3 separate regions of the Danio rerio genome follow, and all the other regions are linked to region 3. The links are chromatin contacts, called in public Hi-C and HiChIP or PLAC-seq maps. All regions are on one chromosome and are shown on one strand. Each heading gives the region's core, a stretch centred on a gene start, on an enhancer-like site or on the middle of the called end of the contact. The rest is flanking DNA. Distances are from core to core; before and after follow the strand shown.

Region 1 (2,757 bases), core at 54-2,553, 340 kb before region 3:
TTCTGATACTGTGCGTGAGAACATCGAGGCTCGACGTCGACTGCAGCTGTGCACCAATCACAGAAGCCAAAAACACACAATGGTGAGGCGCCAGCCAATCAGAGTCGAGGTGGATGTTCTGGGGTGTGTAGTTTTTGCGATGGGGTTGAAGTTAGCTGTTATATATATTTACATTTGCATTTGAGTATTTATTTAAAAACGTCTAATAAAACCCAATGACTGTAAACCGCATTAAGTTCCTTTCAGACACCCCCTTTTATCTTTATATCATGACAACCAATTTATGCAATTTATTGTTTAACTGTGTTAAACTTTAAGTTTAAAAGTAAAAAAAAAAAAAAAAAAAAAAAAAAATATATATATATATATATATATATATATATATATATATATATATATATATATATATATATATATATATTTATTCTGTTTCATGGCAACATTTATTATCCTGTCATATCCTGTCATGCACTTAATCTTAAAGTTCTGTATTTATGAATTACTTTAGTTATGTGTTGACTGTTTAAGTACCATAAAGACTTTTAATAATCTATATGAGGATTTAATTAATGTTAAACAAGGAAATTTTCTTTCAACCCTAATCAAACACTGATCCAACTAATCGAAGTGTCTGTTCAAGACTATTAAAGAGATGAAAGTGAGGTGAATGGGTTTAAACTATGCAGATCTACGGCCCTCCAGGAAATGAGTTTGAGACCACTCTTTTAAAATAATATAACTAACTGTGGCTATAAATAATGTTGTTATATTAATTGTGACAATATGTATTATTGTATAATACTGTAATGTATCAATACAATATTAATACTAATAATGTATCATGTATAACATTGTAAAATGTTATCAAAATGTTTCTGGGAAATATCCTATCCCATTTCCAGGACCCGTTGTTCCTGATACGTCCAGTAGAGGGGATGGTGGTTAGGTTTAGTGGAGGGTTGGGTTGGGGCCACACAATCGGTTTGTGTTGAGACAACATGAAGAAATTAAGTTACCTTAGTTGTTTTTTTTTTTTTTTACAAATTGAAGTGGATGGAATAAGAAAAAATTAAGTTGTTCCAAAGAACTCAAAGATTGTGTTGCTTCAGATCATATTAAGTAAGTAGCTTAAACAAACAGCAAACAATTTTCTTTGGTGTAATAACGGGACCTTCTGGAATTTTGGTCCCAGAACTGTGGCCTGGCAGCCTCTCTAGTTATGCAGGAACCGACAGGAACACACGAGTTCGTCCTCCAGACAGCAGGTGGCGGGATAAAATGTTAGGGATTGTTTCATTCCTCAATGGAGGAGAGAAGAGCAACGGGAAAAACAAAACACATCAGTGCTAAAGTCCAGTGACGTGGCCGCATACACAGAAGAGAAACAGAGCAGAAGGTTGAGTATGTCATGTCCGTATTTTATACAGTTTAATATTATCGTCTTCTGTCAAATGACATTTATAGCGCTCAGCTTGCTGGAATTCGACTAATGATAATATAAGTTAGCTTAGCGTGCTACTGTGGCAGACATGTAAAGTAAATGGCTAGGATGCACTTCAGCATCAAATATAACAGCTGTTCGTGTGGATTGTGCCTAACATTTAAATCTTTAGTTTAATGTGTGATGCAGGCTGTGTAAATTTGTGCTGTATTGAAGGCAGTTTTGTACACAATAATGTATCATGAAGCAACCCTTTTCTCTTAATGTAAGTGTTAAGGCATTTATTTGTCTATTTCAGAAGACTGCTATGTGTTAAAATGTCTGATAACGAAGACTCCTCAAGTGACCAAACAGAGAAATCAGTGGACCAGGAGCCCACAGCGGCAGCACCACCTCACAGAGATGAGACTGATGGATCTGATGTAGCACCAACCCGAAAAACCAGGAGAAGACCTGAGCAGAAACTTCCAGCAGAAGAGCAGGAGAACCCCGAGACACAGCAGACAACAACAACAACGAGTGCTTCAGATGTACGCTTTCACCATGTGGAAACTGATAATATTAATATTTCTTAATATTAGTAATCTTCTGGTATTCCTCAGATTATAAAAAGAAACATACTGTATTTTGTTTTGGTGGTAATTACTTAGTAAAATTTGGCATTTTGAGTGGATTTTCTGGCACTAGATCAGTGGTTGAACCCAAAATCCTCTTGTTGTCCATTGACTTTTCTAGTCTAACAAAATTATACATGTTTATGTTATTAGTATTTTATTTTCCCCATTAATTTCCTATTGTCTTCCTATTATCTTTCCTATCTTTTCCAGTAAAAATGTTAGCGATTTTACTTTTTTTCATAGATCACCAATTAGTCTTTTTTAAAATAAAAATTATTTAAAATTATGTAAAAGCATGACTGAAGACCAGCGATGCTCTGATTGATCGGTTGGAGATCGGTATCAGCTGATAAACACATTTAATGACTCGATTGGCACTCGCTGATCTGGTCGATCTCATGAAGTGATCGCAAATGTTTGTTTATGGTTTTACATGCAGAGGAAGATGCACTTGCACACCAGAGTTATATATACAGCAGCTACTGCATGTATTTAAGCCTTTTTACATACAGTATAAGAACAACTAAAAGTTCTGTTTTTGATAATATTGCAAGTTCACCAAAACATGGCTGGTAATATTAGATAAATAAATAAAAAACTTAAAAAGGCTATTTTTAACATGAATTTTAAATAATGTAACATCTTGTAATTTACTTATTGCAATAAACAGTAGTTTATAGAACTATTTCCTTTTAGTAA
Region 2 (2,700 bases), core at 180-2,679, 260 kb before region 3:
ATATAATATAATATCCTTTTCCAATCTGCCAAACAACAAGTAAATATCCAACCTGATTGCACTGCAAAAAAAAAATGCTTTTCTTACTTAGATTTTTGTCTTGTTTTTAGTCCAAATATTCAAAAATTCTTAAATCAAGAAGAATTTTCTAGGAAAGCAAAACATATTGTCTAATAATAATATGCCAATATTAAGCGAGTTTTTCCATAAAACAAGCAAAATAATCAGACAATGGAGTAAGCAAAATATATCTTTTTCTTTGACATAAGATTATTTTGCTTACCCCATTGGCAGATCATTTTGCTTGTTTTGAGGAAAAACTCACTTAATTTGGGCTGTTATTCCTGAAAAAAAGGCAATAGGTTTTGCTTGTCAAGAAAATTCTTCTTGATTAAGGAATTTTCAGATATTTGGACTAAAAATAAGACAAGAAAATTTAAGTAAGAAAAGCTTTTTTTGCACTGTGTAATCCCATTATTTAAAACACCCACTAAACTTACTCTCTGTATATCTGGTGATCTTGACATTTATATTTGAAAAGATACATTTGTGAACTATTTTATAAAAGAAAAGCTACAAATTGTATTTGTCTATATATTTTTTTATATAAATACAATCTAGATATTAAATTGAAAATGTATTGATGTATCTGATTTTTACACAAAATTAAACTAAATTCCTCAAAGTTTTCAGCACGACTGTAGGTTCGGACGGGTTTACAGTAGTAGGGCCAGTATGGAGAGCCATTTCGAGCATACTCCAAAACATAGGGACGCAGCAATGAAAGCGGCGCACATATATGACAGAGCCAAGCATGAACTCTGACACACACACACACAATTCACACGAAGTAGTAGTATAAGATTCGGCAATGACATACATGTGCAACCCCTAGCGCTGGGTTCATTGCCACGCGTGCTAATCTCATTAATATGTATATCTTTGTATTTTAATACTATGTATCTCCGGGTAAATATGCGAGTTCACACAGGGTTACGCCTGTCTTTTCGTTTAAAAGACAAAAAAACAAACAGAATGTTATACTCAAGGAAACACCGCTGAAATCTTACCATTTGCATGTTGACAAGTGTCATTCATACTGAAACCACTTCGTTTGTGCGCGTGAAATGACCCCTTTTCCCAAATTGTGAAAGTGGATCAAGAAAATCCCAGCCGCAGCTGCAGTAGTAGGCCAGAGAACCTGAGAACACATTCACGCTACCATCACTCTCCAGCCCTACAATATAAAAACACAGCAAAGACATGCATTATAACACTCACGCAGAGAGCAGGCTTCCCAGTGCGCGGTGTCTGAGTCACAGCGTACCTCCGCTTTACGATACGGACGTTGTACTTTTCATTTTCAGTGATTATGCTTTCCTTGCTGTCGACCTGCTCCTGGTTCTGTTTCAAGCCCGTGACTGTATGTGTCTATGAACAGCAGCCAATCGGCACAGCAACCCAGCCCCCTGTGAGAGGAGCTCTCCTCAACTCCTGTGCTTCACTTTATCCCCAAAACACATCCCAATAAACGCTCAAATGCATTTTTAATCGAACATTTCAACGTCTTTTCAACATTTTCCCCAGTTATACGCGCTTTTATAACGGGTTGACGTTTCTGCTATTAATTGACAGCATGTTTCATTGAAGTGATATGACAGAAAATTCTGAAACAAACATAAGTGTTTAACACAAACATTAGGAACATTATTTAAATACGCGTTTTGATTGTAAGTTCAGCGCTCTTGTTATTCAAGATGGAGTCTGCCGTGTGCTGGCACAGGCCACAAAGTGTTAAATTTCGATTTTGAAGTAAGCCTTTATACATCCAAGAAGTTGTAGCTCGCCTTTCAACGACGCTTTTTACATTGTGTTAATGATAACATGCCTCGCGCTCAACGTGTTCTATGCGTTCTGCAGTGTTACTCCATGAATAATGGCAAATTCGTGTAACGTTATATATATATGTATTAGAAGAGGATGTGCGTAATAAACAAGGCACAAACATCGCCAGCAACGCGGCTTCTCCGTCTCATTAAGTCACATCTTCATAAAATGGCATCGAATCTGTTCATTCAGGTTATATTTGGGCGTGTGAACAAATACACCGCGGGTTTGATTTCCTGCTTCTGCCGTTAATAAAACAATTCTGGTGAGAGAAAATGGAGGAGTCGGACATTATGCCGACGACTGTGCCAAGGATTAATGTCGTGCGAGTTTGGCATTTGAGCGATTTAAAGCGACGAACAGATATATTTTTATCCCATTTCAATAAGTGGCAGCGATAACATGTATTTGGGGTAGTTTGCAACATGTCTGTTTCAAATCCTGCATAACTCAAAACTGTTCATCGTCCGGTTAGGGATATTTTAGGGGATGGCGTGTTCAGGGCTTGGGGACTGCCGTCGTATCCACTCGACGCAGTTAAAGATGTTTCTCTCTGTCATCTTTAAGGGAAATCTGCGAAAGATGTCAACACTGGCGTTGAGCTGAGAGAGAAAGTGTTTCAGAGCTGTCTGTGGGCCTGCTGTTGCTGTTTTCTGCTTCGCCTGAACAGCGCCGCACCTGACAGAAAAAAACACACCCGGGGTAGGCTAAGTTACAGCAGGAAAAGTACACGGAATTTGCGGACGTTTTTTGCTATTTCTGCGGATAATTTTGGTAAAAATCTGCGGATTTCTGTGGAATTATTTTGGGAGT
Region 3 (2,700 bases), core at 55-2,554:
TGAGAGCGTGTCTTACATCGACCTTGGATACACTGTTCTTCACAGACACTAAAGCAGCAGTGCTGGAGCACCGGGAGACAGAGCTAGGCTAACGTTGCCATGCTTTACGCTGATTTACTCGCTCACGTGCTGTACATTGTGGCCATAAGTATCTTGTTTTGCTTGTAAACAATGTATCGAACATAAGGCTGTTTATTATGAATGAATGTTAGCGATTTCTTACCCTCGGCCGCCCCTGAAGGTAAATATGGAAAATCTCCATTTGGTTCTTGCTGCGCCATGATGTTTGCAGGAGGCGGATCGCGCATGCCCAGACAATACATGCGCTGAACAAGCCTCTCCATGCTGTACAAACCAACTGTTTTCATTTAATTTAATATTTATATATATATATATATATATATATATATATATATATATATATATATATATATATATATATATATATATATATATATATATATATATATATATATTCGAATTTATTTAAAGTACTCATGTTTGTTTTACTATTTAAATCTTATTTTCTGACTTAGTGCTGGCTGTTAATTTAGTACTTAGTAACCGTTGCTTTCCACTTTAAAATAGCTGTTTATTCACAAGGAATTATTCATATTTGTATTTATATTCTTCATTCAACACATATTTGTGTTTGTTTTTATCTAAAATGTTTAAACTGGTCGTGTGCTTGACTGTAGAGTGACCGTTTGTAGATGATGATTGAATCGTTTTATAAAGTCAACTCTATCAGTGAATCATTTGAGCAGGACTCGAATCTATCTGTGAGTTGGTCTGAATCCATCGGTTGAAATTAAAAATAAAATATAGAATTAATAGCATCATGTCCCTAATAAACCTCGCTTAATATACCAATAACGTTTCTAAGAATCATATTTCTAAAAGAAAAGTTTGTAATTCTTAGTTATCGTTGTTAGCAATAACTAAAATTTATATAGTCTGTTTAAAAACAGATTAATTACTTAAAACTGACCATTTCCAACCAAAATAAAGCCCCAAAATGATCTATTAAATAATTTGATTATGTGTATGATGTTCTTTAATTTTAATTACATTAATTTTATGTAGTTGACATCGCATCCTTTTTCTGATTTACGTGTGTTTGAACGTCTAAAACTTTTCTTTTACTTTTATAAAATTGTTTCGACATCCTAGTGTGAATGAACGAATCATTGAATTGAACTGAATTGAACCGGTTCATTGAAAACAACCCGGTTTACTCTAATGACTCGAAACTTCTCTTGATTTTGCGCGCGCTGTCGGCTATGACGTAACATTTTTCCTTGTCCCTCATGTCACGTGACCTGACAACCGCTTGCGAAAATAGCTTCGAATCGAAATCCTTATTTCTGAAGCCTTTTACTAAGCGAACCAACACCGAAATGCCGAATATGAACACTGAATGTGTTTGGTAAAAGTTCATGGGTGGTTAAGCTGGAGCAGAGTCTCGGAGAGCGCGTCTAGGAGTGAGCAGAGAGAGAGAATTAATGTTGTTGAAGGCGCAGGATGCCCCGCCGGAAGCGCACAGGGGATGAAGGCGGAAGAAGAGCCAAAGTCAGCCGAGTGGAGCTCAATGAGGAGCCCCTGGTCATTTCTGATTCTGATCATGAAGAGGTGAGTTACTATACACGCAGCAGACAACAACACAATGTCTGTTTGAGTTCGTTTATAGCATTCTGGGTGGGTAAATCGGGATAAACAATAAGCAGTCCAAAAAATTACCATGGTAAAAGTTCTTTCTGCTAAATTTCAAAGTCAGAATCTCATACAAAGCATTGACAGTGTTATGCTAATTACTCTCCAGTATCGTCACTACGCACAATTGCACAATTATTAAACAGGTTTTCCAAACATTTGCCCTTTTGTCATTGTTTTGCTAAACAGTCACCCCTAAACTCATACTCAAACTATTGGTTAAATGATTTAAGCTTATAATCGGAAAGACTTCAGAAAATGTATTTATCTATTGTAAGTTTCTGTATTGCTGGAGGCAGGCCTGGATTAAGAATTCAGCCGAGGCTTGAACCAGCGACCTTCTTGCTGTGACGTGAACGTGCTACCCACTGCACCACCGTGCAGCCCGAGTTCAGCTTTGTTAAAAACTTTTTCTTAAATAAAAAGTCTTAAAATGTAAACATCACATGATGTAAATAAGTTGTCATAATAAGATATAGGTTAGATCAGGGGTGTCAAACTCAATTCCTGGAGGGCCGAAGCCCTGCACAGTTTAGTTCCAACCCTGCTCCAACACACTTACCTGTAGGTTTCAAACAAGCCTGAAGGACTCAATTAGTTTGATCAGGTGTGTTTAATTAGGGTTGGAACTAAACTGTGCAGAGCTGCGGCCCTTTTGGAATGGAGTTTGACACCTGTGGGTTAGATAGAACATTATAATTAAGGTGACGATACATTCCTGGGCAATCCATTTTACAGAAACACAAAATTAGGTCACTTAACCTTAAACTCTGTTAATATTGTTAATAAATAAATGATTAAATTGTGGGATTATCGAACATAGACTTGAATTCTAAAACACATGCCTTAAAGCCTCCGAGTCTATTTAATTTTAGTAGTGTTGCATGGGCAAAGATTAATCGCATCGAAAGTAAAAGTTAATATTGACACAATATCTATGTGCGTATTGTGTATTTTTAATATGCATCTATAAATACACAAATGCAT

The links. A called contact is a pair of places that touch in the nucleus more often than the background predicts. HiChIP or PLAC-seq counts read pairs in DNA pulled down with a chosen protein or histone mark.
Region 1: a Hi-C map of an unstated tissue shows a contact between it and region 3, with 4 times the contacts expected there. The contact joins the promoter of fam114a2 here to the promoter of uimc1 in region 3. A contact is called at or near these places in 1 of 18 Hi-C or Micro-C datasets (an unstated tissue) and 2 of 4 datasets of contacts at active chromatin or transcription factors (embryo and gastrula embryo).
Region 2: an H3K4me3 HiChIP or PLAC-seq map of gastrula embryo shows a contact between it and region 3, with 7 times the contacts expected there. The contact joins the promoter of nsd1b here to the promoter of uimc1 in region 3. A contact is called at or near these places in 1 of 18 Hi-C or Micro-C datasets (embryo) and 3 of 4 datasets of contacts at active chromatin or transcription factors (caudal fin, embryo and gastrula embryo).

Annotation. Positions count from the first base shown.
Region 1 is chr21:41,096,184-41,098,940 of GRCz12tu, reverse strand. fam114a2 (family with sequence similarity 114 member A2) reads left to right here and starts at 1,303. Exons shown (of 14, transcript XM_073935473.1): 1 at 1,303-1,410; 2 at 1,740-1,971. The coding sequence starts at 1,759. pgrmc1 (progesterone receptor membrane component 1) reads right to left here and starts at 4. Exons shown (of 3, transcript NM_001007392.1): 1 at 1-4.
Region 2 is chr21:41,013,789-41,016,488 of GRCz12tu, reverse strand. nsd1b (nuclear receptor binding SET domain protein 1b) reads right to left here and starts at 1,429. Exons shown (of 23, transcript XM_073935469.1): 1 at 1,328-1,429; 2 at 1,071-1,201.
Region 3 is chr21:40,751,452-40,754,151 of GRCz12tu, reverse strand. uimc1 (ubiquitin interaction motif containing 1) reads left to right here and starts at 1,304. Exons shown (of 18, transcript XM_003200891.7): 1 at 1,304-1,632. The coding sequence starts at 1,525. It overlaps znf346 (zinc finger protein 346), which reads right to left and starts at 347. Exons shown (of 7, transcript NM_001081749.1): 1 at 224-347. The coding sequence starts at 344.